Regions from separate parts of the Rattus norvegicus genome. Here all the other regions are linked to region 4. The links are chromatin contacts, called in public Hi-C and HiChIP or PLAC-seq maps. All regions are on one chromosome and are shown on one strand. The core of a region is the stretch at or near the end of the contact, and the rest is flanking DNA. Distances in the headings are between cores, read along the strand shown.

Evidence for each region. Hi-C and Micro-C count contacts between places; a contact is called where the count stands out from the background. HiChIP or PLAC-seq counts read pairs in DNA pulled down with a chosen protein or histone mark.
Region 1: a contact with region 4 is called in a Hi-C map of Schwann cells, with 6 times the contacts expected there. The contact joins two enhancer-like sites. A contact is called at or near these places in 1 of 12 Hi-C or Micro-C datasets (Schwann cells) and 1 of 1 datasets of contacts at active chromatin or transcription factors (oligodendrocytes).
Region 2: a contact with region 4 is called in an H3K27ac HiChIP or PLAC-seq map of oligodendrocytes, with 2.4 times the contacts expected there. The contact joins two enhancer-like sites. A contact is called at or near these places in 1 of 12 Hi-C or Micro-C datasets (Schwann cells) and 1 of 1 datasets of contacts at active chromatin or transcription factors (oligodendrocytes).
Region 3: an H3K27ac HiChIP or PLAC-seq map of oligodendrocytes shows a contact between it and region 4, with 7 times the contacts expected there. The contact joins two enhancer-like sites. A contact is called at or near these places in 6 of 12 Hi-C or Micro-C datasets (the A7r5 cell line, Schwann cells, frontal cortex and 3 more) and 1 of 1 datasets of contacts at active chromatin or transcription factors (oligodendrocytes).

What each region holds. Positions count from the first base shown.
Region 1 is chr1:179,299,018-179,305,482 of GRCr8, reverse strand. All of the region lies in intron 7 of Sox6 (SRY-box transcription factor 6), which reads left to right. Among named protein-coding and RNA genes, the nearest start is that of Trnav-aac35, 88 kb to the left of the region's middle. Within about 2 kb of position 1,277, at least 14 of the 93 cell types and tissues checked have an H3K27ac peak or open chromatin away from gene starts, as enhancers often do.
Region 2 is chr1:179,339,714-179,346,368 of GRCr8, reverse strand. Sox6 (SRY-box transcription factor 6) reads left to right here. Exons shown (of 16, transcript NM_001024751.1): 6 at 6,274-6,446. Among named protein-coding and RNA genes, the nearest start is that of Trnav-aac35, 47 kb to the left of the region's middle. Within about 2 kb of position 2,013, at least 12 of the 93 cell types and tissues checked have an H3K27ac peak or open chromatin away from gene starts, as enhancers often do.
Region 3 is chr1:179,698,180-179,705,259 of GRCr8, reverse strand. It overlaps a transcript of Sox6 not described here. Among named protein-coding and RNA genes, the nearest start is that of Sox6, 36 kb to the right of the region's middle. Within about 2 kb of position 5,434, at least 2 of the 93 cell types and tissues checked have an H3K27ac peak or open chromatin away from gene starts, as enhancers often do.
Region 4 is chr1:179,477,077-179,483,932 of GRCr8, reverse strand. The region is part of intron 2 of Sox6 (SRY-box transcription factor 6); the gene reads left to right. Among named protein-coding and RNA genes, the nearest start is that of Trnav-aac35, 90 kb to the right of the region's middle. Within about 2 kb of position 4,027, at least 1 of the 93 cell types and tissues checked has an H3K27ac peak or open chromatin away from gene starts, as enhancers often do.

The sequences.
Region 1 (6,465 bases), core at 28-2,527, 180 kb after region 4:
CAACCTCAGCATTGCAAGTGATGCTATGAAAATTAAGCTAAGTGGATGAATGAGGAATGTGATGTTGTTGAATTGTTAAAACAAATTCGGAGCTGCTCCGATGGCTCAGCAAGGTTGTGAGTGGTTATCCTTCAGCTGGGGAGACAGGACTAATTGTGGGTTCCTTGTCACTAGGACTTGAACATCAGATCAGTGCGAGGCTTTGGTCCAGGTTTGGGGCCTGTGAGCTAGCAAACTCCCTGAGATGAACCTCATACTTCATGAGTGGCTCCAGAAGTGCTGTTCATGGTCATGCCTGGACCTCAGTGAGGGCCTCAGTGAGGGCTTTCTTTTCTCGGTGCTCTGGTGGCTGGGTCCCTCTGCAGAGGGTTACAGGCACTCCTAGCCCCAGGCCTTTTCTGAGAAATATTGAAGCTGAGTTCTAGGTCTGGACTTTGGCCTGGTATGCTTCCTCCCCCTGGAGAGGTATCTCCTCCTTCTGCAGGGAGGCTGATGACCACATAGCTCTTCCGATTCAGAGATACACATGTCTCTCATCAGGTTTATTTGATGCCACCAACTTCTCCGATGCTCTGGCTTTAACTCTGGTTTGAATGATTTTTCTATGAGTGTCTCTAGGTCCAGCAGACTTAAATTAAGTAGTAAGTGAACTGACCCAATGCTAAGCGACTAGATGGTTTCTGAAGTGCTTTCTGACTCCCTTAATTCAGTCATAGATTCAAACTTAACTGCTTAGTCCATGAAATCAACTGCTTTCAGAGCACAGTCAAAACAACCAGTAGGCTGGCTAAATATACCCTGTGTCCTCTGGTGTGTATGCACACACCCACAATCAACTGTCTTTTGACTCGCCTGCTATCTTAACACCGGTTAGCTAAATAAAAGATTACCACATTTTATTGTCAGACAAAATTTATATCTCATTCCCTCAACTGTTGCATTTCCAAGCCATTTGCTCACTATGTGAAAACAAGGCACATGTTGAAACTTGAAGAGTTTTCAAATACCTCCTCTAGTCACAAGATTGGCATATGTGTGCTGTGCTCAACTCTTAGAAACAGCCAAAGAAGCCTGCAGTTGGCCCCCAGTTTATTGACAGGCACTGTCAGTGGTTGCTGGGTGGGAATACAAGAACAAGGAGCTGTGCTCTGGAAAGGAAGATGAAGGGGGGATTGATGGCCTTCCAGCTGCTCTCTAACACCCTTCCTGCACACCTTGCAGTGGAGCAAAGACTCCTCCATTTCTTTCCTGGAGTAAACTAGAAAGGTTCAAGATTGAAGATCCTGGGTAGAAGCTTACTCTTTTGGAAATTTGTTTATTCTTTCTGCTGATTCAGCTGCCAAGGAAATTACTGTAGCATCGACAGTGGACCATCAACGGGCAAGTGTATCCATCTAGGAAAAATCACTGAATAACGTACCTTGTCTATTTATATAAAATGACTATGCTTGAAAATTGCAATAAAGCACAAAAGCTTTAAACTTCCAGCAAAATAAGCACATTAAGATGTGTTGGGCCTAAAATGATCTGCAGGTTCATTTGTCTTTCTATCTTATAATATATGTAAACTCACTGGGAGGAAGGATGCCTTGCAGTTGATGTGGAGAGGAGAAGAGGGTACTCTTGAGAAGCTGGCAAACTTAACAGAAATCCCCCAGAAGCTTCCCTATGGGAGGGGCAGAGATGCAGAGGCAAAGATCCCGCTTGCTTACGTGGTGGAGTGTTCACACAGGCCACAGGCAAGAGAACACAAGGGACATTGCTGTGTATAAAATTTGTGCCAGTCCTAAGCTCACCACTGGAGTAAAGGTTATCTTTTTATTTGCTTTTCCTTTTGAATGTTGGGGGAAGGGCAATTAGCTGAGGACAAGAGGGAAATTGTTAGGGACCTCTGTAAGATAAACTATTTTGTCTTTGTGTTGACATTATATTGGCTACAGCCTACACAGAGGGGGATTGCCTGGAAAGGGAAAAGTCAGGAAAGAGAGGCATTAATATTTTTTAGCGTGTGTGGGTGCAGCGGCAGCAGAGGGGCCCGTGTTTTCTTACGGCTCAGATGGCAAAGCTAAGCATTCAGCCTACGGCAGGAAAAAGTGCCTTTTTTGTTTTCTGACTGCAGAGTCCAGGCATTCCCAGGGGAACACAATGAATGGCCCATTTTGTCCAACGCGGTTTCATAGACATAGATCTCTTGTTTTTCATCATTATTCTTGCCCGTCATTGGGTGTGCACATGACATTTGAGCGTGTTTTAAAGTCTTAACACACTCATGTGCCTGCAATAAAGTTACTCATAACAATCCCGCTTTCTCCAGACAACAGAGCGGGGTCTGTTATTTTCATAAGTCATGGCAGCTGGGAGGCAATTGCATAGACAACAGCTTAATCTAGCTGGAAAATGCAGGAAAAGGACGGCACACACAAAATTTCCTCCCATGTTATTCTAACGTGGAAGAATAAAAAAAATTATCCATGGGTGGTCTAGCTCGGTAACTGATTGGCAGACATACTTTGGATTTTTTAGAATGGTAAATGTAAGGCATTACTTTCCCTGTATTTGCTAATTGGCTAGCGAGCAGGATCAGAATGTGATACTCAGGTTGGTCTTAGTGGTCATGTGCTACTCTGAGCTGCTGAGAAGCAGTGTGTTTGTATGAAAAGACATTGAGTGAGGCAGTTCTAACTCAATGGCGAGCCCTTTTCGAGAGGTTCATGGAAGGCTCACTGGAGGCTCATAGCAATTCACAGCTTCGTCAGGCTGTGCTTCTGGTGTGCAGTCAATAGTAGGCCCAAACTCACAGCGAATAACGGGTTGGGGAAGAGGAGAGAAGCTGAAAAATTGAAATCTAACCTCAAACTGCCCGGTGCAGCATGCAGGCTGTGCCCTCAAGGATGCTGGAGCACTATTAGTCACATGCATTTCGCCTGGAAGATAGGACAAAAGACCTGTGAGTAGAGTGGAGAGGGGAGCTTCCCCTTTCTCTTCCACTGTGACTGAGAGAGAAGGGATTGCACAGAACCCTGGGAAGGAAAAGACTTAGGAAGCAAGATTTGCCCTGCTGTGCTTAACCATATCAAACTCTGCTGGCTTTTTCCTTTCGAGGAAATATGCTGTGACAGAACTTCTTGTAGGCTCTTTAAAGATACACAGGTGACACAAAGCATTCAGTCTCTAAGACATAATGGCTTTGCTGGTAGTTTTACTGGAAAAGATGAAGCTGTCCAGGCTGGAACCAACTCAACCCTCCCTAGGATCTTGTGTCTGAGTAAGAATAATCTGGTTCATTTCCAGCCTTAGTAGGGAAATATTAACCCTCATGAGGGCACTTCTACAGGAGGCCTTATGGAGAAATCCAAACCACAGGCAGCTGGGGCATGAGCTAGGCCTCACTGTCTCCTCCCTTATGCGCCAATGAGCATGGAGACACCTTAAAGATTCAGTTTTCAAAGCCTCTACTTAGCGTTTTTTAAATTGTGTTTCCTTGCTCCATTATTATACTTTACTTAACACACTCTTTACTTACCTTTGGCAGAGTGCAACACTAGAGGGCCTGGAGCAAAGCCCTTGTGTGTCAAAAGCCAAGACAGAAGCCAATCCTCTGCTGACCTCTCATGTTGCCACACCCCAAACCCAGAACAGAGCCATTAACGGCAGGCCTTTACGGTAGCTTACCATCGAAGTTTGACTAGGGATCTGTAGTTGTCATTTGTGGTTCAATTGACCACCAATCCATTTTCTTTATGTGAATTTTCTTTAATTTTAATAAATATGCACCAGCATGAATTTTAACTTTTGCCACCAGGCAGGTGAGAACTAAGGTAACTCAATGACTGTGACGGTCAAGGGTTGAGCTGATTTCTCTCGGAGAGAAGCTGTGTTTACTCTGCAGTTGCAGTTGGCACCCAGTGACGTGAAGGGGGTGGGTTGGCATAGCAGTTTGTAATTAATAGGAAATAGGACCTACAAGGGAAGCTAGAAAAACAAAAAGCACTTTTTACTTCTTATTCTCCTTCCTTTTTTACGTAGATTAGAATGTTAGGTAGGACCCATGGAGAAAAGGAACTGGGCTATAAGCAGCCCTGTAAGGCAACTGCTCATCAAACTGATGGTGAGACATAGGGCCCATGAATAAAGACTGCTGAATTTAGGAGCAACCCAAGGATGAGGATATATGCTCATAACATAGAAGAGATACACAAAACATGTGCATATATATATATATATTTAATTTTTAATATACATTCACACATACACATAAAAACACTGTTGCTGTGCTCCTAAAATTCTTTAGGCACTTCCTCACTTACTGAAATACTCATTATTTTCCCTTTTCCAAAAAGATATATACGATATATATTATATATAAAATATATATTATATATGTGTATGTGTATGTATGTGTATAAGAATATAGATATTCATACATACTGGTTGATGTAATGATTTTTAGACCTTTCACTATTTTACAAAAAGAGTTCCAAGTATGGGATGGAGCAAGATAAGAATAAATTCAGGGGCTAGAATAGAATTCAAAATGCAAATATAATTTCATGATATTGCTTATTAAAACTATAATAATATGGAGACATCTACTTATACATAAATAGTTATTAGTACATGTGTGTATGTATAATATATGTGTAAGAATATTTCTCAGTTCTGTGAATGAAATGTTAGAATAATGCTCCAAATAAAGCAGTGGTTCTCACCTTCCTAATGCTGCGATATTTAATACAGTTCCTCATGTTGTGGTGACCTCCAGCCATAAAATTATTCTTTTTGCTACTTCATAGTTCTAATTTTGCTACTGTTATGAATTGTGATATAAATATCTGTGTTTTCCAATGCTCTTAGATGATGCCTATGAAGTGGTCATTAGATCCAAATCTAATGACAGGTTAAGAACCTCTGGAAAAAGTATCCCCTAGTGGTTCTCTATACACCGCAGCCACATCATATCCTCATACCTTCTCCTGAGTCTTTTTGGGAAAGGGAAAATAATGAGTATTTCAGTAAGTGAGGAGGTACCTAAGGAATTTTAGGAGCACAGCAACAGTGTTTTTATGTGTATGTGTGAATGTATATTCAAAATTAAAAAAAAAATAGGTAGAGATAATATTCTCCCTGTCGTAGAGTGCCAATTATATAATGTGTAAGAACTTAGGGAAGCTGCTTGGCAACCAACTTAGCTAGTCATGGGAGTACAGGACAGTAATGTAAGGGGTGCCGAAGCTGCCAGAGGGCTTGGCTATGGAAGGGTGCCCACCTCGTCTGAAAGCATTGGCCCATATAACACACAGGGAGGCCGAAGGGAAAGTTCATCAGTATAGCAGAGAAGCCTGGCCAATGCTACACTGCGCAGGCAGTGAGGGGATGAACTAGAGTGCCCCAGCGACTGATGGGCTTGGGTGAGCACAACAGGGCAGCCTCTTCTTTTAGATGACTGACAAAACATACAATCCAAATTTAACCATAAAGAATAACCCCATGAAAAGTCAAGCAACTTAGGGACAGTCTACAAAATAGCTGGCTTGGAGTTCTCTACGTTGCTATGGTCGTAAGGTAAAGAAGAACCTGGGTCACTTCCACTTCACAGGAGATGGAGACGTAATGCAGGCTGGGGTGATGCTTCAGGACTATCCCTGTCAGAGGCTCAGCATCAGAATTACTTGGATTTAAATCTTACCTTTGTCAATCTAGTGGCTCTGTCCTTTATACACTTCTAAGGTTGATGGAGTGCATCCCACTGTCCTGTGGCTTGGTGGAGGTAAAGCGTAAAGGTTACATGCGTATCTTGGAGAGCCTGTGGACATCTAGTTAATGTCTCACTTCTTGAGCTTTGTTCTTCCTAGACATTGCTGTGAGTGTGGAGACATGGTGAAGATTGTTTAAATCCCATCCACATATGTGGTGCAGGCATTAATGTGGCGCTCTACACAGTATGCAGTGCTTCATGGTAGTTCATTGTCTTACAATCTCCTCATCTATTTGATTTTACCTTGTTTTCTCAAGGTAGGCAGAAATATAATTTTCTCATTTATTTCTAAGGAAGTCAAGATTTTCTGGTTCAAATCTAAGATGGTAGGAGCAGGCAGGGGGGTAGCATAGATTTTGCAGATGGGAACATTGGTCTCTTTCCAGGCATTGCTCTTTGTTCTTTGTCAGAGCCACATGATAAAGGATTGATTAACATTATAGAAATTTTACTTTTGATTAATATGGCAGGAGAATTATTTTTATCTTCCAAGATATATACTTTCCAGTATTTCTGAGTATTTTTATCTTCCAAAACACATGCTTTTCAATATTTGCAAGTTTTTCATAGGCAGTGGGAGGCGACAGCACAGAAACAGTGACTCTGAACACATGGTTATAACCACAGAAAAGCCATCACGATCACTGGTATGTGGCATGGTCCATTTACAAGCTGTGACAGGCACAGGACACCTCCTCTCTGTGGAGTCT
Region 2 (6,655 bases), core at 764-3,263, 140 kb after region 4:
CCTGGATTGGTGTTACTTTGAAATTACTGTTAAGTGCTTTTTTAATCCTTCTAGGACCGATGTGGAAAAGTCTGTCCTCATCGGAACCCCCACTTCAGCGTCTCTATCCACCCTCTTCATCACACCACACACAGGCATTTGTAGCTGCAGTCTTACAATTTCACTGTGACTTTCTATCAAGTCTGTTAAAGTAACCCGCACAGGGAAACAGGCTGGTTAGCTTTGTTTCATGTTGAAGCCCTTGGACTTCTTTAGTTGCTGCTGCTTGTCCTTGGCTTTATTTGAAATAAATTTTACCTTTAACAACACAACCCTCATTTCATTAGAAAGGAAAAGCATGCAGAGACATGCCCAGAACTTAACTCAGCGCTCTCTCTCTCTCTCTCTCTCTCTCTCTCTCTCTCTCTCTCTCATCCTCCTACCCCACCCTGGGCCTTTCCCCTACCTTTTCTTTCTCCTCCCCTCTGACCTCCCTCCCCATTCTTTTAAAGTGTCTTTTTCTGTCTCCCACTCAACTGCTGTGCATACTTCTTCATTTTCTTCTAAAAATTTAGCTCTTAGGAGAGCCATGTTCTGCTTTGCGACTAAGTGCCAAGGGCGTTATTCGCAAAGATTCTTGTGCTCTAGAAGTCATGGGCATGGAGTTATTTGCAAAGAACAGAGGCAAGTCCACATGCAAAGTGCCCAACCCTGCCCTGATGGCTCTGCCCTGGAGCCCTTCTCAGCCTTCCAGTGCCCAGTTTTGTTTTGTTTTTTTCCTGTGCTACCAATTGTAATTATATGGGTTTCATATGGGCAAAATTAGCTGGCAGATTATGACGCTAACTTTTATGAACTGATGTGGGGGAAAGAGCTTTAAATTAATCTTAAATATGACTTTTGATTTCCATTTTAAACCAAAAAATAAATTAACTGTTAAACATAAATTCTTATATATTTACTGTTTTTTTCCTTTGGTATTGAGCTTGAAGAGGGATTTATAAAAGTTATAAAATAAATGATCTATTTTAGTTAATTTTTCCGGGTTCTACAGATTCTGACCAAAAAAGGCTAGAGGGGGGATTCTGAACTATTATAATAAAAGATGGTATTTGAAAACTTTTGATGAGGGAAATTGCCACCATATTTACATTTAAAAAACTGTTTCCTCATTTACACACTATTGACTTCCTATTGAGGCTCAAAATTTTAACTACAACTGGTAAAGAATTCAATGGATCAAATTCAGTAAATCCAAAGTCACTGGAATAAAGGCCCCTCAGGAAAAAAAAAGTGTCAATTTTAAAGGTCTTTCCTAACTGAAGACCATTTTGTGATAGAGCCAAAGGTTAATAAAATCAGTAGTGAATGTAGCAATTTTACAGATAAGCTATTCACAACAAGTGTAGTTACTTGAATAAAAAGCTAATTCAGTTCTAAAATGCCACATGCAGTAGCAGTGAATAGCTGCTTTTAGGTGCTTTCCAGAGGAGGGTAAAATACAGAATCGCAGCGCGCTCTTCTCTCACTGCGTCCCCGGCCGCCTGTAAATTGCTGTGAATGGGGCTGTGGGCTGACAGGCTCTATTAAGACAAACTGCCTTTCTCATCGGAGAGATAAAATAAATCAGGTGTTTAGTCAAATTAAAATACTTCAGCTGGAGCAGGCCCCGGGGAGCACTGATCCACCTTACTAATCCGAGAGAAACTCAAGACAGATGTGGTTTGGGGATAAAGATGACCCCATGGAAGAAAAAAGGAAAGAAAGGAAAAAGAAAGAAAGGAGAAACCGTGCTGTAGCTGGCAGCCCCATCTCTGTAGCTGGAAGATAGATACAGTTTACGGTGGTGCGCCAGACGCACCCTGTGTGTGACACACAATAAAAGCCGGCGCACTGACTTGGAGGAAAGCTGTGTACAGAAGCTTTTTTTTTCTGGCTCCCTTCCTGTGGTTTATGAAACTACCTCTGGCTTTGTGTGGGAGGCAGAAGAGGCTATTTTCTGGCAGTGCGTCTGAGAGAGTCATTTTAAGACAGTCTAAAGATGTGAAACAGATGACTTCAGGCAACCGATGACCTCTGCTGGCCCGCTGAGATGGGGCTCATCCCAGGCTCCCGTCTTATTTATTATTTATTTATTTACGTATTTATTTAATCTCAGTTGATTTGGTCAAATCTCAAAGCATGATTTAGGGTAAGATTTCCCCACATATTCTTAACTTAATTGAAGAAGCATCTTACAATCATCTGCCATCCCTAACAGTCCTGACTGTACTAAGGGGTCCTGTACACCCCTTTGGCTGCCTCCTCTTTCAGCCACTTTGAGCATTCTAGTTTCTCTGTAATGTGGAATCTCGGTTCAACTAAATGGGTCTGGGAATGAAGTAACTTGGACTCTCAGGTTGGCTGGATCACTATGACTCACAATTGATATTATTTTTATTACAGCAGGGTAGGTAAACACTTCATTAATTTAAACAGAAAATCTATTAGCATAGGTTCAAATACTGAGCTTTAAATTAATTGTGCCAAATGTATATAATGTATGGAATAGAAAGGTTGCCTTCTCCAACCTATGCATTTAGAGAACATAAACTATTGTACTGTTTGAATGTGTTACTCCCTAATCTGAACCCAAGCTATACCTACATTGCTATACAGAGGATTTCTCATTCTAAAGGAATTTTACATTTCACCCAGCGCCATTTGTTGTGACTCATAGCTGTACCAACAACTATCTGTTAATTATCTACCTGTCATCCAGCTATCACCTATTGCCCATCATTTAGATCTATTTAGCTATCATTTACTATCTAGTGCCCATCACATACAATCTATATCTGTCTAGCTATGTATCATTTATTATGTGCCATCTGTCTACATATATGCCTACCAGTCACCTATCAATTATCTATCATCTATCTGTCTTATTATACCTTTCTATTATATTATATCAATCAATTATAAACTATATATCACCTATCAATGGATCAATCAACCTATGGATAAATCTTACTTAAGTAAAATGTGGGGGAAAAATGTGACTCTTTTTTAGTGACAATGATATATGAGTACCAGAACCCTTAACTTACAAATCCTACTGTCTCCTTGTTTTATTTTCCTTAAAAATATGGCTAAGTGCAATGGAAGAGTTTTTAAATCACACTTAATGTTTACAGTCAAATGGTTTCACTGTCTTTACACTCTGTAAAATGATTCATCTAACTGGTGTTATTTGGTAAACTTAGGTCACATAATGGAGTTACCCAGACATTTACAGATAGCACTGTTGGCTCCTACTTGAACAGGAAGCTGCTGTTTAAGACCACCTCAGCTTCTCTGATTACCAAGCGGAAGAGAAAGAGAAATTAATGACAGGTGGTTGAGAAGGCTTTAAAACTGGAGAAGGAAGAATTTCATATTCATGGAAAAATAAAAATCCAACCTGTGTGCCTTTGGTCCTTACCCAAAACACTCTGCGGGGTGCTTTATTATCCAAGAACAGTGGTAGGGCAGCCGACACAGTGGTCAGCAAGCCTCCCAACTCACCTCATAGAGTCAAGTAAAGGAGAAAACTACAGTGTATTAAAGATAGGCAGTAAAAGGTGTACACTTTTTTTTATTGATTTCAGAACTTTCCAGCCTGTTCCCCACACCATGGCCAGCGTGCCCTCCTTGCTCCAACTGTTAGTGTTGTTGCATTATTCTCAGAATGGAGAGAAAGCTCATCAAACCTGTTCTATGTGGAATGACATTTTCTGCCTCTTTATCCTCTTTCCTTATTCATATTTAATCATCTTTATTTAATCTCTAAACATACCAAAGCCTGTATACCCCACCACGCAGGTGCAGAGACGAAGTCTATATTGTCTATATTGTTTTTTCCTTCTGAAAAGCTCTTGATCATGTATACTCCTACCCACAACCCTCCCCTTATCTGTAGTTCCCTTGCAGTGGTAATGTTTCATATTTTCTGGAAAGTTCTTTGATCAAAAGAACTTATGATCAAAAGTTCTTTACCTTGCTTATGCATATTCTTCTTGTTAAATTCTTGCTTTTCCAGGTTTCCTTCCTTGAACTTGGGTCCAAACTTGGGTCAACTTCCCTTAGCATACTTGATTTGCTTGCAGTTTCTCAGTAGTAGTTTACATTCATATAATGATTATTTTGAGTAGTGCCTGGCACATTGTTTCAATCAAAAGATATTTACTGAATTAAAATGAATAAAATCAGAAAATAAATGAGCTCCTTAGTTTTCCTGTATCTTCTTATTCCTGTGTATTGTGATGAAAGCACGTTGTTTGGATCTCCTCTGGAAACCTACATTTATATTTTTCTTATTTAATATTTTTGTGTCAAGAACAACTTTTTCTTTTTCTTTTTCTTCTTCTTCCTCCTCCTTGCCACCCTCCTTGTCCTCATCCTTCTCCTCCCCTCCTCTCCTCTTCATCCTCCTCCTTTTTTTCTAACCAAACCTAAAATCCTACTGATGAAATAAAAACTCATTTTTCTTCTTTAATGGTTTCCAAGAGCTACTCCTGATTTGCTTGCTGTGTATTTCCATAACTAGTGTCTCCTTTCTTGTATGTCACTCTTGTCTCTTAATTCTGAATATAGATACCCTTTCAGGTCAGTCAGGGAGGTCTTTTTCTGTTTGTTCTTTTAAACCTGAGTTAGTTATTAAAATCAAAAAGTGTTTCTATCTGGGTTGCTTTTCTGTCAACATCTGTCTGTCTTTGAAGGAATCCTATGCTAGCAAGGGCTACTCTGAAGACACCTTTTTTCTCTGGGGGTCCACTCAGAAAATAGGGACACACGTAATTAAGATATTTTTAGCTTCTTGGTTTGTTCTGGTGCTTTCCTAGCAGGCACGAAGGGGAGGGCTTCACAGGACTGAAAGTCTCCCCTTCCACATTCACAAAACTCGGAGCTCTTCATCCCCTTTGACAGCGGCTGGCATCTTCCTGAAAAGCTTTCAAAGCATAGATCTCTTCTTTATAATGAAACCAGTGAGGCTCCAATACAGTGGCTGCAATCCTTATCTTACACTGTGGTAAAATGCTCTAATTTAGACTCACAAAAGGATTCTGTCCCCTTTACTTAAGAGAGCTGTGCAATTTACCCATAAAAGACTGCAGTGCCATTAGCGCATACCGTAAGTGCTCTGCGTCTTTGCGTTCATTAAGCTGCACATCCTTATGCATGGCCTTTCCAGTCTCTTAGCCTGTTTTCTCCCTTTGAGGAGTGACAAATGACAAAGGGGCGAGGGAGCCCCCAAGCAACATTGTTGCCTTTGAGGACAAATCTGGAAACCTTAGCTTGATCCCTAGCACAAAACCAAAACAACCAAAACAACAGCAGCAGCAGCAGCAGCAGCAGCAACAACAACAGCAACACCTTAATACTTTCTTACCTAAGGCGGTTTTAATTCTCTTGGGAAAACTTGTTCCATGCCCAAGAGATTGATGACCTCTTTCTTTCCTCTGAACTTCAGACAGTCCTTCGACAATAGAAAACCTACGAGGACCACAACTAGGGAGATCCTTAAATAGTGCTTTGTGAGCACCTGCCGACCCTTGCTATTAATAATGCCACTAAAGAAAGGGCAGTTTTAGAATATTAAACTAGTTAAAGTTTCTGCACTTTGGTCAGAACTATAGAACTTTGATTTCTTTTTTTAAAGTTTTTTTATTAGCATATATTAGTTCTATGTAGTAGTATGTTTGTGACAACATTTCGGTATATAGTGTATTTTGATGACACCTCTCATTATATCTGCTGTCCCCTTCGATCTCCTTCCTCTTCTGAACTTGTTCCCCCATCCCCACCCCATGTGCTTTCCTGTCTTTGTTTTGATTCTTTAGCTTTGGGTAATCCACGAAGTTTAACTAGGGTCACTTACTTACCCTTATGGATAAGGGGTCATTTACAGGAGCTGGAGTTCCTTACTTGTAACTACACCACGGAAGAAAATATCTCTCCCTCCCACAGCAACCATTAAAAACCTCAGGAGTTCTGGTTTGCTTAAAGGATGGGTGTATCATGAAAAGGAGTTAGACTGGTTGCTAGGTCATTCTGCTTTGGTTTTGGTTTTAGAGGGGGACGGGGATTCTAGGTGACAACACAATTTTGAGTATGGAAAGCACTGTCCACATCACAGCACACATGCACTTATAGGACTAATAGTTACAGTCCTATACCCTTGTCTAAGGGGTTCTCCTAAACTGGGCCCCTCTTTTTCTGATTCCTGCAAGACATTCCTCAAGCTTGTGAGATCTCCTCTCGTTCCCATTTTAGGTACACCTGAGAGCCTTGCAGAGAAAGAACGGCAACTCTCCACCATGATTACCCAGCTGATCAGCTTGCGGGAGCAGCTCCTGGCAGCGCACGATGAACAGAAAAAGCTGGCAGCCTCGCAGATCGAGAAACAGCGGCAGCAAATGGACCTTGCTCGCCAACAGCAAGAACAGGTGAGGCTCCAAGGCTCCAGGGAACTGGAGATGTGGGGGGTGGGCGCCAAAATCAGCAAGCAATCACACTGATTGGTCTATTTGTTAGAGGCTTTCTTCAGAAAATCAAATCACAGAAATTCAAAAAAAGAAAAGGGAAAGAAAGAAGAGAGAATGAGAGAGAGAGAGAGAGAGAGAGAGAGAGAGAGAGAGAGAGAGAAGGAAAACTT
Region 3 (7,080 bases), core at 4,185-6,684, 220 kb before region 4:
TAGACAAAATCTAATCTGGACAAAACGGGCTTCCCTTAGAGCCGACCTAAACTGCCCCCCCCACCCCAAACTAAATGCGAAGTAAGTTTTCTTAGCGAATGAATATTTTGTTTTCTTGAAAAGTGTCGGGTTGATTCGCGGTGTGACTGCGCCGCCACAGTTCTAAGAGGCGTCAGTGTCAGCCAGTCTGGGGAGCAGGGACCCGGAGGACCCGCTGGGCTTCTGAACCTCCCATTTCGGTTTGGGATCGTTGGTTAGTTGTGGGGTTGTCGCTGGCCTAGGGCGGGCGGGACTCCAGGATCTCCATAGCACTCCTCATCAGGGGTGAAGTTTGCCCGGAGAACTAAAGAAAACCCGGGTGGCTAGAAGCCGCGCGCTCGCTCCTCGCCCTCCACTACCAGGGCTGCCCACGACTTTCCCGGGACATTCGAGTTCCAGTCCCCTCACTCCCTCCATTACTGAACTTTACTTTTTATGGTCTTCTCAGCAATACACACACTGAACTCCAAGGCAGTTCGCAACCCAACGGTGGTCCTCTTTGCTCAGCACGCTTGCTGCGCAGGCTGGCCCGCTGGCGGCGTGGGCGAGGGGCGGCCCCGTAAGGCTCGCGCGGGTTCGACTTCCAGGTCCTTTGCGCTTCAGCCGGCACCCTCGGCTCAGAGCCTGACCCGCAACCTTCGTCCCTCTAGGCTCTCTGCCCGGCCCGCTACCGCTGCCCGCTGCCCTATCTGCTGCGGGCCGATGTTCGCAGCACCGGCTGGGCCCTGGGCGGGAGGCGGTGCTGGCGAGGCCCGCCTGCCCCGGGGGAGCTGCTTTCGGCTTTCTCCCTTAAAGGGCAGTGCGAAGAAGGACCCGGGCTTGTGCAAAGGCTGCTGGGGCTGAACTGCTGCAAAGGAACGGCCAGGCTCTGCGGAGGACAGATTAGCTCCGGGTCCGCGCAGCTTTAAGATAAAAAGAATTGGTGTGTTCGGACAGATAAAAGGTGGTCGTTTCCGGCGTCCTTTGAGTTTTAGTTAAGCTTGTCTGATTCTGACCAAGTATGAAAATGTTTGTTTGTGTGAATGACCAGTTATTGACAGCCGCTCCTGTTTGTGGTCTAAAATAAGTCATTTACTGTGGCTGGCAGGGCTGCTAGTTAGCAAGATGGGCTGTTCTAGGCTGCTTCTGTGTGTCGCCTCCTGTAAGGGCCGAACTTGAAGTTTCAGTCTCAAGATAGCCCAAAGCTGTCCCAGTGGCACAATGGACTAGGCTCGGGACCACCACTTTCACTGTCTGAAAGGGAGTACGGGTGACTTCCCGGTGCTGGACGCTGAGCTCCAGAGTGAACTCCAGTGGCTTGGCTTTTGGCCCTGGCGGAACCGCCCAGCCAGCAACCCAGTGGAGAGAATGCCCCTTCCCCCCGCCCACCAGGGTCTCCACTCTTCTGTCCTTTGTAGTCACATGTCCGGGTTTTCCCCCTGGTCCCGAGAACAGACACAGCCCCGCCCAGTCTATTTCTAGAAGGTGGGTTTGGTGAATAAAAAGGTCAAGTGGTTACGTTCCCGAGCTGGTCCATAGTGAGGGGGGACAGGACAGACACCTGGCAAGGCCCGCCCCGCCTGTCCCCCCAACCCTGGCGGGCCTGCCTGCCTGCGACTGGCCTCCCTAGGCCACATTCTTGTGCTAAGTTCGAGAGGCAGTAGGAAAGGCAACCCTGAGCCGGCCCAGAGCAGGCGAAGCTGATCCCAGAGATGGCATTTTGTTTTGAACAGTTGGTGGGGTGGACGTTTCCTCATAAGGTAAGGTGTCAACTGGACAGTTGGCTGCCCAAATGCCACATGTATAATTAGCCTGCGCACTCAGCACCTCATCCCCAAGGCCCATAGGCACGGGCTTGGCTGACTTGAGTAGCTCAGTTCAGCTCTGGATTACAGGATTCCCAAGGGAAGCCTAACCCGCCAAGAGAGCCTGGGGAGGCCCTGGCTAGAAAGACTGGCCATGACGCCTCACTTTTGATTTCTGCCTTTTCTGCTTCTCCAGTTTTTCTTAGTTTTCGGCTAAGGGGCAAGAGCTGATTATGAGAGGGTACCCAACATCAGCGGCAGGTTGCAGACTGGGCGGGGAAAGGGAAAGCAGAAAGAATCTGGTAACATCGGTACCCACATGCTGCCTGCCCTGGGGAATCTGCTCAAACCCCTCTGTATGCACTTATTTACTGGGGACAGCAAGCCTTGGTACTGTATGTCTTGGCTTGGGAAGGGACTTTAGAACTGCTCACTTCAGAGGTCTCTCACAGTAATTTAGTGTCAGTGCCTGATTGTAGTTTCTGCTCCGGCTTCAGGCCTAGTTGCTTGGGGTTGCTAGTGGATCCCGGAGCTGGGCAGATCTGTTGTTTCTCTTCTCATTCCTGTTCAGCCTGGGGTTCTTGGAGTAGAGCCTTGTCTTCCTGTCTGCTCAGATGGATGCTAGAGTTTCTTGTGCAGCTTTCCTGGACATCATAGCCTGAGGCCAGCTTTAAGGTTGCTGCCCCCGTGCAGACCAGATTTGTGCAGTTTCAAACACGACCTTCCCCCTCTGTCATCCCTCTGCCACTCTGTGCACTCTCTGTGGAATTCAGCACTCAGCATTAGGCACTGGCATCAATTCGCCTCCTTCCCTTGCTTCTAGGCCTCTCAGATACAGTACTGGAAAGATTCGCTGTATTTCAGAACAAATGAGCAAACATTTACCCCAAACCTTCCAGAGGTTTAGTGGAGCAGATGAGAAGAGGGCACATGGCTAAGTCCCACTTGCTTTGATGGAGCCAGTGCAGTATTTTCTTATAGCATGACCAAGGTGATAGCTGAAGTTTTAGGTCTCTCAGCCCCGGAATTTTTACCGATGCACTTTCTAGAGGTTCTTTGTTGAATAAAAAGCATATAGATAGGCAAAATGACATGTAGATTTCTTCTAAATATTTGAGAGACCTTATAAGAGACACTATATTGTCCCAGTTCTTAAGAAAAGGGAACAAACCACTAAATGGCTCACATTTTGAAAGCCAATGTCATTGGATCTAGTTTATGGCCAAAAACATCAAGTGACTAGTACCTAGATACCAGGAGGAGACCATGTATTCCTCAGGCAAGCTGACACCCTTAGTCACTTCATGAGCACTAACACCTCTTTCTCCTCTGCCCTTCTGCATTTGCATTTCTTACTATGACAGGCTGAGAAGATTTTGTTTATTGTTTATCTGGTTCGTTGTTGCTTTTTTTGTTGTTATTCTAGAAGTGAAAAAAAGGAATGTTCTCTTGGACTATACGTCCTTTTAAATTAAAATGCAAAAATTGAGTTTTTTAGAATTATGAGGTATGGTACTCTGTGCTATATTGAACAACTACAATACTCAACAGTATATTGTAAAAACCAATGTTAGGAGACTACTTACCAGGCAGTGGTCATGTGCCCGTGTCTGCAGTGACGCTAATGCACTCAGCACGGCTCTCAGATGGAGTGATGCTCCGGGGATGCTGTCCACGAAGCGGCTCTCAGTAGCAGCAGAGAGCAGCGGCACTTTCTTTATACAGAAAAGCAAAGACTTACAACGTGTCAGCATAACCAGTAAATCTTCCTTTATACAGCTTCAAAATATATAGCTTTAAACAAATAAATGACAAATTTTGGTGGCATTATTGAGGTTTTATATAAATTTTTATTTGTCTTGTTTTAGGAGCTATTGGGTTTTAAGTCAATGATCAAATTCCCACATATTTTTCTTAAATATCATAAATCTGAAATATTTTATATAATTCTTTTTCAATTAATACAATAGGTACTAGAAGTATTGGTATTTCTTGAGAATAAGGTAACACGTTGGTTTTAAAGCTTTTAGCATTTTCTATCTTTTCATATTGGTTATTTTAATCCACTAGTGATATAACTCACACATCTATATTTATATCATGTATATGTATCTACTACTTAAAACAGCATTTTATGAAATTGTAGTTTGGGTTTAAGAGAACTATTTGCTTAAACATAGTTTAGGGATGGGTGTGTGTATATATCAATTGATGTTTTTGAAGTCAAGCAGAACATTCCCTAGAAATGTGTCTAAGAAACAATATCAGTACCATATCAGGCACAGACAGGTACTAGAGATGATAAAACACAGATAACATGCTGGGAGACGATTTGCAGATGGGTGTAATATCTGCCGTCATGAGGTTAGATGTGTCATGTTACTGTATATGTTTTTTAAAAATTAACCTAGGCCATTTCCCATTGATGGAGTTATGTGGCTAGATGGGGTTTAATGATGGCAGGTATTATAGAAACATGCTAACATGAACAAAATAAACGCTTAGTGCTGTTTTAGAAGAAGAAATGAACCAGTTCTGGGGTCTGGAATGCAACTTGCTTAAGAATATGGTTCTCTGTTTTTTCTTTCAACAGCGAGAAATAAGGTGCTGCACAACGGTAGCATTTCATGTCCTCAGCTGGTTCTGTATTTCCTTGTGATTATGTCCCCAATGTGAAAAGAGTCTAGTTTAAAAAACTAGTGTTTTGAAATATATGAAAGCAATTTTTACTAGACACAAGCACATTTTAAAGAACAGTATGGCCTTGTCAATTAAGTTTTTCAATTGTTATCTGGACATTAATTGTTTTGGTGCGTGGCATCAGAGCTCTTACTCCTCTCATTATATATTCATTAGTCATTCTTAGGAAGGATGTTTTTATTTTCCTTCTTCTATAGAAGAGGGTAAGGCTTTTCAGCTAATTATTCTTAGACATTTAGTCAAACTGGAAATAGTTCAAAATTTGCATTATGGTTTTGGTGGAGCTTTTCAAGTATATAGTATCTGATTGTCATAGTTTGGATAAAAATATTAACTGACGAGCATGGACAGAGAAACGGAATATAATTTAACTCTCTTCCAGGCTCTCACCTCCAAAGCGGGATGCTGATGCTCTTCTTCAAATCTGTGGTAGTCTTAAAAAAGGGAACAGGAAACCCTAAAATCTCAGAGAGGCAGTATTGATTCAATTCTTAACCCAAATCCTTCATATCATTGCTCAAAATAGCCAACTTTGCACCAATATTAGCCATTCTTTTTATAGTGACACCACGCTTAGTAAAAAACTTCTAAGCACTGAGGTCAGGTGTTGAGATTGGATTCTAGTTTATTTTTTATGAATCAGATAAAGATTTCTGTGCATGAGACCATATGTGAAGATGAGAGAACAAGAACATTTCCATATCAAAGGCAATATATCTGAGCTGCCTGGTAATTAAGATGCAGTGGTTTGGGCTCTGCACTGGCACTTAGAGCATCTCCGGGCCCTGTGCATCATGCAGGCTGGTGCATCATGCAGGCTGGTGCCTCTGCGTACTTCTTGAAATACACTTATGATTTTGTACAAACATTTATGCCAGTCCACACTTTTCTGTGGATAATTTGTATTTCATCCAAACCATTCAAAGTCGAAGTTATTTTTCGAGCTACCCCCTCATTATGGCTTTTGTGCGTCAACTATTTTTATTCTAGTTGTTTGTATTTCCTTTTACCAGAATGATGGCTTGTTTATATTCAGAATCTCTTCTTGCTCCTCTAAGACCCCTAATATATCACCCATTTTACCATTCACTCAAAAAACTTACATCTTTAGGAAGGATGTGAGTTATTTTCTGAGGTTAATTGTAGATGGTGCAATCCACTATAAACTAATAAACCACATTAAAAGTCAACTGCCTAGTTATTTGTGCTTTACAATGCTAATATATTTAGGACTCCTCAGTAACTTGTGTAGAATATAATATTGGGGAAATTTCAAAATGTTTAGAGAAGAATCCAGAAATCTTCTGTTTTACGTTTTTATAGCATGAAAATGTGTGGTGACATTTTCTTTTATACTCCACGTGAAAAGCAATACTTTGAAACTGTAGAAATCTTGCCATTTATCTAGAGTTACTTGTTTCTTTGCATTTAAAGAGAGATGTTTGGTTTTATTTTGTAATACATTGAGTTAGTGTCTTAACCTGTTTGGGACAGAACAGCGATACAGTGAAAGCTGCTGTAAATTAGAAGAGTGAAACAGGAGGATCTAGCGGTTGGTGCTCTAATGCTGCGTCTGTTTAGGACGCTTTGCATCTTTGGGAATCAGCTTGAATGTGGTCTGTAATTTTCTGGACTTTCTATTTCTGTGTTTTCTCTCTATGAGCGTTCTGCTGGCAAGGACTGCTCTTGGTGTATTTCATTAGGAAGCTTCGAGGGTCACTGAAACCTTTTTAATGCTTTCTCCGGATTGAAGTATTACTGTTTATTGAGGGTTGATATGATACTATAAATCCTGTAAGAATCTTCCATGTTTTAGTTATTTTGGACCAAATTGCTTAAATATATTGATTTAATGCTTTTCAGTGACGTCCCATGTAAAGCGGCAGAATGAGATCAATGCATTGTATGATGTGGGTATTATGATATGCAGATTTCTCATGCTATCTCAGATGTCATCGCAAGATAACCCCTTACATGATCTTCCTGTCACCTGCATCTGCTCATTGTTTCTAGTCGTAGTAAAGAGAGATGTTGAATTGTCTGCCTTTGATATATTCCTCGAAATGCAGAAAGGGGCTTCAGTGCTGTTTTTGATTTTACCTTCTAAACACAGTCTCTGCTTCTTTGAAGAAAGTAGTTCTTTAAAATTGTACAAAGAAAACTGAAAACACTTCATTTTCCAAGTCTAAAAGAAGCTCAGTGTGTGTAAGAAGAAAATACAACATTTTTTTTTAATCAAAGAGCACAGGTTTAAGAAGGCACTCATTCTGACACATGGCCGTGAAGCCTTCATTTCATATTGTGCAGACACATTACTGGGAAATGTGATTGGGTGCTCATTTCTTCGCACCCAAAGGACATCTGCTGAGGGCAGATGTTTGTTACAGAAAACTTAGGCTTTCATGTCCAGCTTTACTACCTGTTTACTACGAAATGTAGCATTTGGCCAGTTGCAAAACTTGCTTCCTTTTTCCTCTTCTGTAAAACAGAAACATCCACGTATCTTTTCTTTCCTAGACAGAACTCACTTGAACTCTAGAGCACTTGGGGGAGCCCT
Region 4 (6,856 bases), core at 2,778-5,277:
TAAGGTCCTGGTATATAATTACATAGGAAGAATCACGGACCTCATCCACAAACTCTTCGAGGAAGAGTGATCTGTTCCCCACCCCTTGTGGTTTTCAAAGGCAGGCTGCATCTGACAAGAGGCCTTGTGTGCAGTGGTAAAGATACCTTCTCTAGTGAAAATATTTCATCATAATAAACATTTCAAAGAGGCACAACTGACAAGCAGGCCACCGGGTAATTTCTGGAGTGTTTTAACTAAAGAACATGAAATAGTCAGTGCTCACAAACAATTCTGACTAAGGAAGACTGCTGTTTTACCAGGATTCACCGTGTTGGACATCGTTAAAGGTATTTTTATACGAAACTCCAATGAATTGAATTGACTTCTGAGAAATGCATTACATTAGTGCTCCATTAATTCCTTTCACTCCGAACCCCTTTATTCTGTCATTTGTCCCTTCTACACCCCCACCCCCACCCCCAAGTAACACACACCCTGAGTTTGTTCCCTGTAGTGTTTGGCAAAGTTCAAAAATATTTATTTGTTTCTTTCCTCATCCATCTGCTCTAGAAACCGCTGCATTTATGAGCTTGGTCCTCAGGCAAGTTTATTCTTTTGGTACACTCGGCTTCAAACAATGCAACTAGGCACCCCAAGCTGCAGCGAACATTGTTTTGACTGAGCCCAGTGAAATACTTATATTTTGTAATAATGAAGTCACTAAAAATCCAAATAGGCCAGGTCGATTCTTTAAAGTAAATGGAGGTAAGAGGGCAAACATCATGTCTTCAGTCAGCCATGACGCTGCATCGCAGCACAGTACTCTTTAGAGCATTGGCAGGAGCTGGGTGCTTGCCTGATTTAGAAACAGAGAAGCTGGCCTAAGACAAGAAACAGTTTGGAGCCTCGTGTGAGGACAGGTATCACTGCTGCCCAGGGTGTTGGTCTCCCTGAAAGAAAGGCAAGTGTGAGTGAGCTCTGAAAAGCACTCCTGCATTTCAGGGAACACGAGTGGTGCCTTAGACTTTCTCTGCACTGTCAAGTTAATATGAGTACTGACGATGGAAGTTCCGCTTACCATAAGCTTGTTTTAGTTTAAAAATCTATCCAAAATGACCTTGAATGGGTTACGGTATCCAAATTCTTGGATTTGCTCTTTTGGTTTGTCTGTCATTGAAAATCAAGGGAAGAGATGGACAGTAGGAGGTCCAAATGGACAGTCTGAGTCCCAGACTCGACTTTGTCCTTGGGAAACAGCTTCAGTGGTGTGGACAGTAGGATCTGGTCTTATGTGTAACTCTTTGTAGAGATGGTGTGTGTGCACCTGTGTGTAGAAAATGTACTGTCCCACCTATTATTGTGTCACAGACAGATTGACAATAGTAAACTTTTACTGAGTGGAATGTTAAATGATTTCTAAAAATTCAGAATTTCTTTAACGATTTTTATTGGCTTTGTTTGAACTAAAATATTTTTCCTCTAAGTCTTATTTGAAGTAGCTTAGCAATTTTTCCATTTCTACTAAATGTTAGGTGCTTTCACAATGATTAGTTTAATAGTCACATCAACTCTTAAAGGTACATGAATTGACCCCACTTGTACAAATGGGGATATGGTGGCTCAGATAGTTAAATGACTTCTCAAGTCCACAAGTCTACTAAGTGAGAGGTCAGAGATTTAAATCCCTTTTCAAAACCTTCCCACCACAGCCTTCCATGTAGCAGCAGGTTCTGTTAAGACAAGTAAGGTTTTTCTAGTTATAGGCACCTTAGATACAAATAAATACCGCATCTCTAAAACTCATCCTCAGAACTCTCTCAAGTCAGGTTTGAGAAGTTGCAAGGCATGTTTTCATGATGGGGGCCTATGACTGTGAATGACACCTACTTCTTTCTTTCTTTTTTTTTTTTTTTTGGTTCTTTTTTTCGGAGCTGGGGACCGAACCCAGGGCCTTGCGCTTCCTAGGTAAGCGCTCTACCACTGAGCTAAATCCCCAGTCCCCACCTACTTCTTTCTTACAGTGAACACTTGAGCTTGGGAAAGCCAGAGGTTCTTAGCTTGGTAGATGCAGTTAGACACTCAGTAAAGAGTCTCTTAATATGCAAAGCTGTGGGCAGCCACATTTGACTTTCATAATGATAAGCAAAACAATTCTGTGCAGTGATTCATGGAAACAATTGGATTCTCATGTTCTCCTGGAGCTGTTTATGATAATATGTAACCAGCAAATGCAAGTGAGAAATTTACAGCAAATAGCTATAAGGAAGGTAGAGAGTTGCCGAGGTATGGAGGGGAAAACACAAGGTAGTGGCACTTCGGTTATCTGCAAAAGCAGACTATTTTGTGCATATTAAAAATGTGGAAATCTGTATTGCTGGTAAAATCTTTCTTTAGTTTCTACAGACAGTGACAGTTTAGAAAAATTTATGCCATTGTGTTTGAAGGTTTTCTGCCTCTTTCCCTAGAAGTTAGGGCATATGCAATGTCATGTACAGTAATGTTTTAGGAGGTTGTTTGAGTTCCTATGCCCTCCTTGGGATCAGCGGAGACAGTTGTGTCTGAATGAATATTGCTGGAGCTCCTGTCTCCTTCCCCCTGGCCCCTAGGCTGTCCTGATCCCTGCTTTTGTAGCTGGTACAGCAGTAGGAGTCATATCTTTTGAAATGCTTCCAGCTCTGACCTGTGTCCAGAGTAGCTTCTGTGGTCAGAGCTGGTGAGTAGAAATTGAATCTCATCCTCCTCTAAACCTAGATATGAATGAGCAGAGATATCCTTGTATTTCACTATTGATTGTTTAAGGACATAGTTATATGTGGGTCAGCAATGCTTGCCAGAAAATGCAAACTAGAAGAGGAGGTTTACATTAAGAAACAACACTACAGCACACCTCCCAGCCTCCTGTACTAAAAGCTGTAGTTACTTGCTTAACTGATTTTGGGTCAAGGTACCTGGAATGAGAGTCAGGTGGCCTGTTCATCAACCTCCTCTCCTTCCTTCTCTTTCTCCTCTTGCTTTCCCTTCCTCTTCTTCCTACTTATCTTAGTTGTTTTCTATTGCCCAGACAAATCACTAAAACTGAGGCAACTTATAAAAGAAAGTATTTAGTTTGGGGCTCATGTTCCAGAGAGTTAGAGTTCAAGACCACCATGGCAGGGAGAGTGGTAACAGGCAGAAGGCATTGGTGCTGGAGCAGTAGTTAAGAGTTTACATGTTGAGACAACAACCACGAATCAGAGAGGAAGAGTTAACTGGGAATGACTTAAGCCCACCCCACAGTGCAATGTCTCCTCTAATAAGGCCGCAACTCCTAATCCTTCCCACACAATTGTACTAACTTTGTCTAAACATTCAAATATATGAGCCTGTGGAGGCCATTCTTATTCAAACTACCACAGCACTCCTCTTCTTTCCCTTCATCTTCTTTCTCCTTCTCCTTTTTATCTCTCTTTGCCTGTCTATCTCTACCCCTTCTTGCAACAGTTATCTAGTAATCAAATACCTCCAACTCTAGGATTAGAAATTATCTTGTTTGTTTTTGAAGTGCTAGGGATCAAACCCAGGTCTAGGACAGTTTTCTGCTGTCGGGCTATGCTTCAGGCCTGAAAGAAAACAAAAAAGAATAGATTGAAGTTTAAGTGAGCATTTAGAATACACACACACAGAGAGAGAGAGAGAGAGAGAGAGAGAGAGAGAGAGAGAGAGAGAGAGAGAGAAAGAGAGAGAGAAAATACTCATAGTGATAGTCTATATGGAGAGACTATATTAGTAAGGAAGGATTCATGTGATAATTGTAAATAGTTAATAATTTATATTTCAAAAATCTTTAGCCCTGGTAGAATCTGCCTAGGAGTTAGACTGTCAGCTGTCACACTCTGTCCTCTGTTTGCTTGCTATGCCCTTCTGGAGAGCGCTCTTTCATTTTCTCTTTGTCTTGTGAGACATGGCTTTTGCTCTGCAGTCCTGGCTGGCCTCATAGTTACTATGCAGACTGAGAAAGCTTTGACCAAAAAAAAAAAAGGCTCCTGACTCTGCCTCCCGAGTGCTAGGATTAAGGACATGTGTCATCTCACTTGGCCTTACATTTTATTTTACGTTTTGAATAAGCAGTTTTATTCTTTGGTTTTCTTATCATTAAACAGGACAGTGATGTCACCCAAATCCTATTGTCTGAGAACATGAGCTCACACTGTATGTATAGTAGCACAGAGCACAGGATAGGGACTTTCTAAGCTTTTAGTGATTGCTTCAATGTCCATCTGTCTAACCATCATCTATCCATTTACTATCTCATTTGTCCATCCTTTTAATGTTTCTGGAAACATAAATTGATGTTTGATTTGTATTTTTAATTGCAGTTATGTTTAAAATTCAAAATGAATTTAATGGGCCAGGGCGTGTGTAAAGAGGAGATATTTAATCGAGTATGGAAGTTTGGAAGCTTCATTTTAAATCTTCTAGCATGGCTGCTATTTTCTGGTTAGTTATATCCTACCAGTTTCTCTTTACTTATTTAATGGCATTTAAACAACTGGGTAATATTTTCCAATGTTACCTTTACACCAAATATTGTGCTAGGTTGGTACCGTGGGATTCAGAGAAACATGGAGTTTTGTTATTTTTCTTGGAAACTCATAATCTTGTTGGGACAATTTATACAATTGTTTATAGTCTATCATTCTTTCATTAGAAAAAATGTTGTATGCATGAAACATTGAATAAATGTTGTGAGAATGACTTCCTTAGATCACTTCCTGAGAGTTAAGCCCACAGTCCCAGGGATAGTCCCAACTAGTTCCACAAAGGTCAGAGAAGTGACAAGGCCAGGTAGACCATCACAGCAAGAGTGAGCGAAGCTTGAGGGTACCAGTGTACGCAGAGCAGAGGGGGAAGGTGCAGCCCAGAAAGGCTTAGGAAAGTTGGACGGGTCTGGGTGCAGGGCCTTGAACGCCTGGGTGAGGAGTTTAGATTTCATGGTGTCTCCTGGGAAGAGCTACTGATGTGTTTTGATCAGAATAGTGGGGGGAGACAGAATGGCAGCAATTCATCTGAAAGAAGAGGGACTTGAAAGAGGTAAGCCAGTTTAGGGTAGGTTGCTGGAGTTTGAGCCAGATGTATAGATTAACCCTGTCCTGAGGTGATTGTTATGGTGTGCAGGGAAAGCCTGAGAGACACGAGCAGGGAGGCTTGACACAGCAGAGGCAGGCTAACAATGAGCAGCCATGATGCTTCTGGGACTCTTCTGCATCTGTGTAAACAAGGGAAGGTGCTGAGGAAAGTCTGATGAATTTAGTTTTAAGTTTCATTGCTATGGCACTGCAAAGCGTATCTTCATGTTAGCACCTTGTGGTTGTTTGGGGCCCTTCATGGAGGAAGACAGCTCAATGTTGGGAGAAGACAAAATAATCAGGGAATTTAGAAATAAAGCAGAAAGATGCTTGTTCAAGAGTATAGCAACAGAATAGAGCTGAGGGTGGCAGCCTGGGCATGTGAGTGGTTTGTGTCTGTTCTCTTAGGTAAAAAAGAGTGATCTATTGGCTATTTTCCCTCTGCCTTTCTTTCCAGAACTATTGAACAGCTGTGAGATATGGTGCATGGGTCAGGCACTAAGGAGCCAGCGATGAGCAGGGCAGGTGTGAATCTGTCTCTGGGTCACATAGAATAAAAACCCTGGCATGACGCCTCTTTCCTTTACTTAACACAAGTTTGTGACACTCTCTACTGGGGCCTTGAAAGGATTTCTCTGACAAAGCATACCTTTTTTCTCAACATTCCTTATTATCTCCGTATTGTAAGAAATACCATGTGGGTGTATAATTTCAGAAATGGCTTAAATTAGCCATCACTGAGGTTCAACACTCGTGATTACATTCTCTCAGGTAGGAGGTTGTCACTCTGTAAGGTCACATGTAGGATCTCTTAGAAGGAAAAAAGTTTGTTATATTACTTAAAAATTGTAAGATTGAGGAAAATGATGTTTTCACTAGATGATGGGAAATGTATCATAGATCACACAGTTGAGCTTGCCCCAGAGCCCTGACTTCTGTTCTAGCTCTCCCCACTTAGAGTTTCTGAGCCTGTGTGGGCGAGCATCTGTGTCTTTCTTACTCTTCCCTGATGATACGGAGTGGAGAGAGTGGGGTGCAAAGGAGCCTGGTCTCAAGAAAGTGTCCAGATAGAAGCAGGACACCAGATTGACAGCCTCTGGTTTGTATGCCAGCTGGCTCAGGGGATCCAGAGCTGCTGATGGTGCCCAGTTTGTTTCTCTTTGCCTGGTGTGGGACTTTTCTGCTCCCCTGCTAAACCTAGCTCCTTGTGGATTAAATGATTAGAAGTGATACCTTTTAGAAACAGAGGTGAGAGGCAAAAGTGGAGTATCAGGCTTTAGCAAATTATGTACCTTTCTAGTAAAGGAAGGATACTACTGATGGGAGAAAAGAAGGCCTTCAGGTTGGGAGTGCATGGGGAAAGTTATTTATTTACTTATCTATCTATCTATCTATCTATCTATCTATCTATCTATCTATCCATCCATCCATTTTGGACGGAATGATATGAATCTGAGCTTTTAAATTTTGAGTTAGACATAAAAGAACATAAGCTTTTACGTGACAGGTTTCCTTTTTATGTGTCAGGATGCTAATGATAATAGTTTCACTTGAACTATGGCATCTTCAATGTGTGGAAGAACAAGGTCAAATGTTCATAGCTTTAAAGCCAAACTAGTTTGGAGTTATCAAGGTCCCCAGGAGAGTGAATCAATTTGGGTACCAGATTTGGGTAAGAATTTCAGATGCTGAAGGTCTCAAAAACAATTGCAGAAATGTATTCTATTCATGGCTATTTCTAAATTTGGATTAGAAATAATCAATTTTGA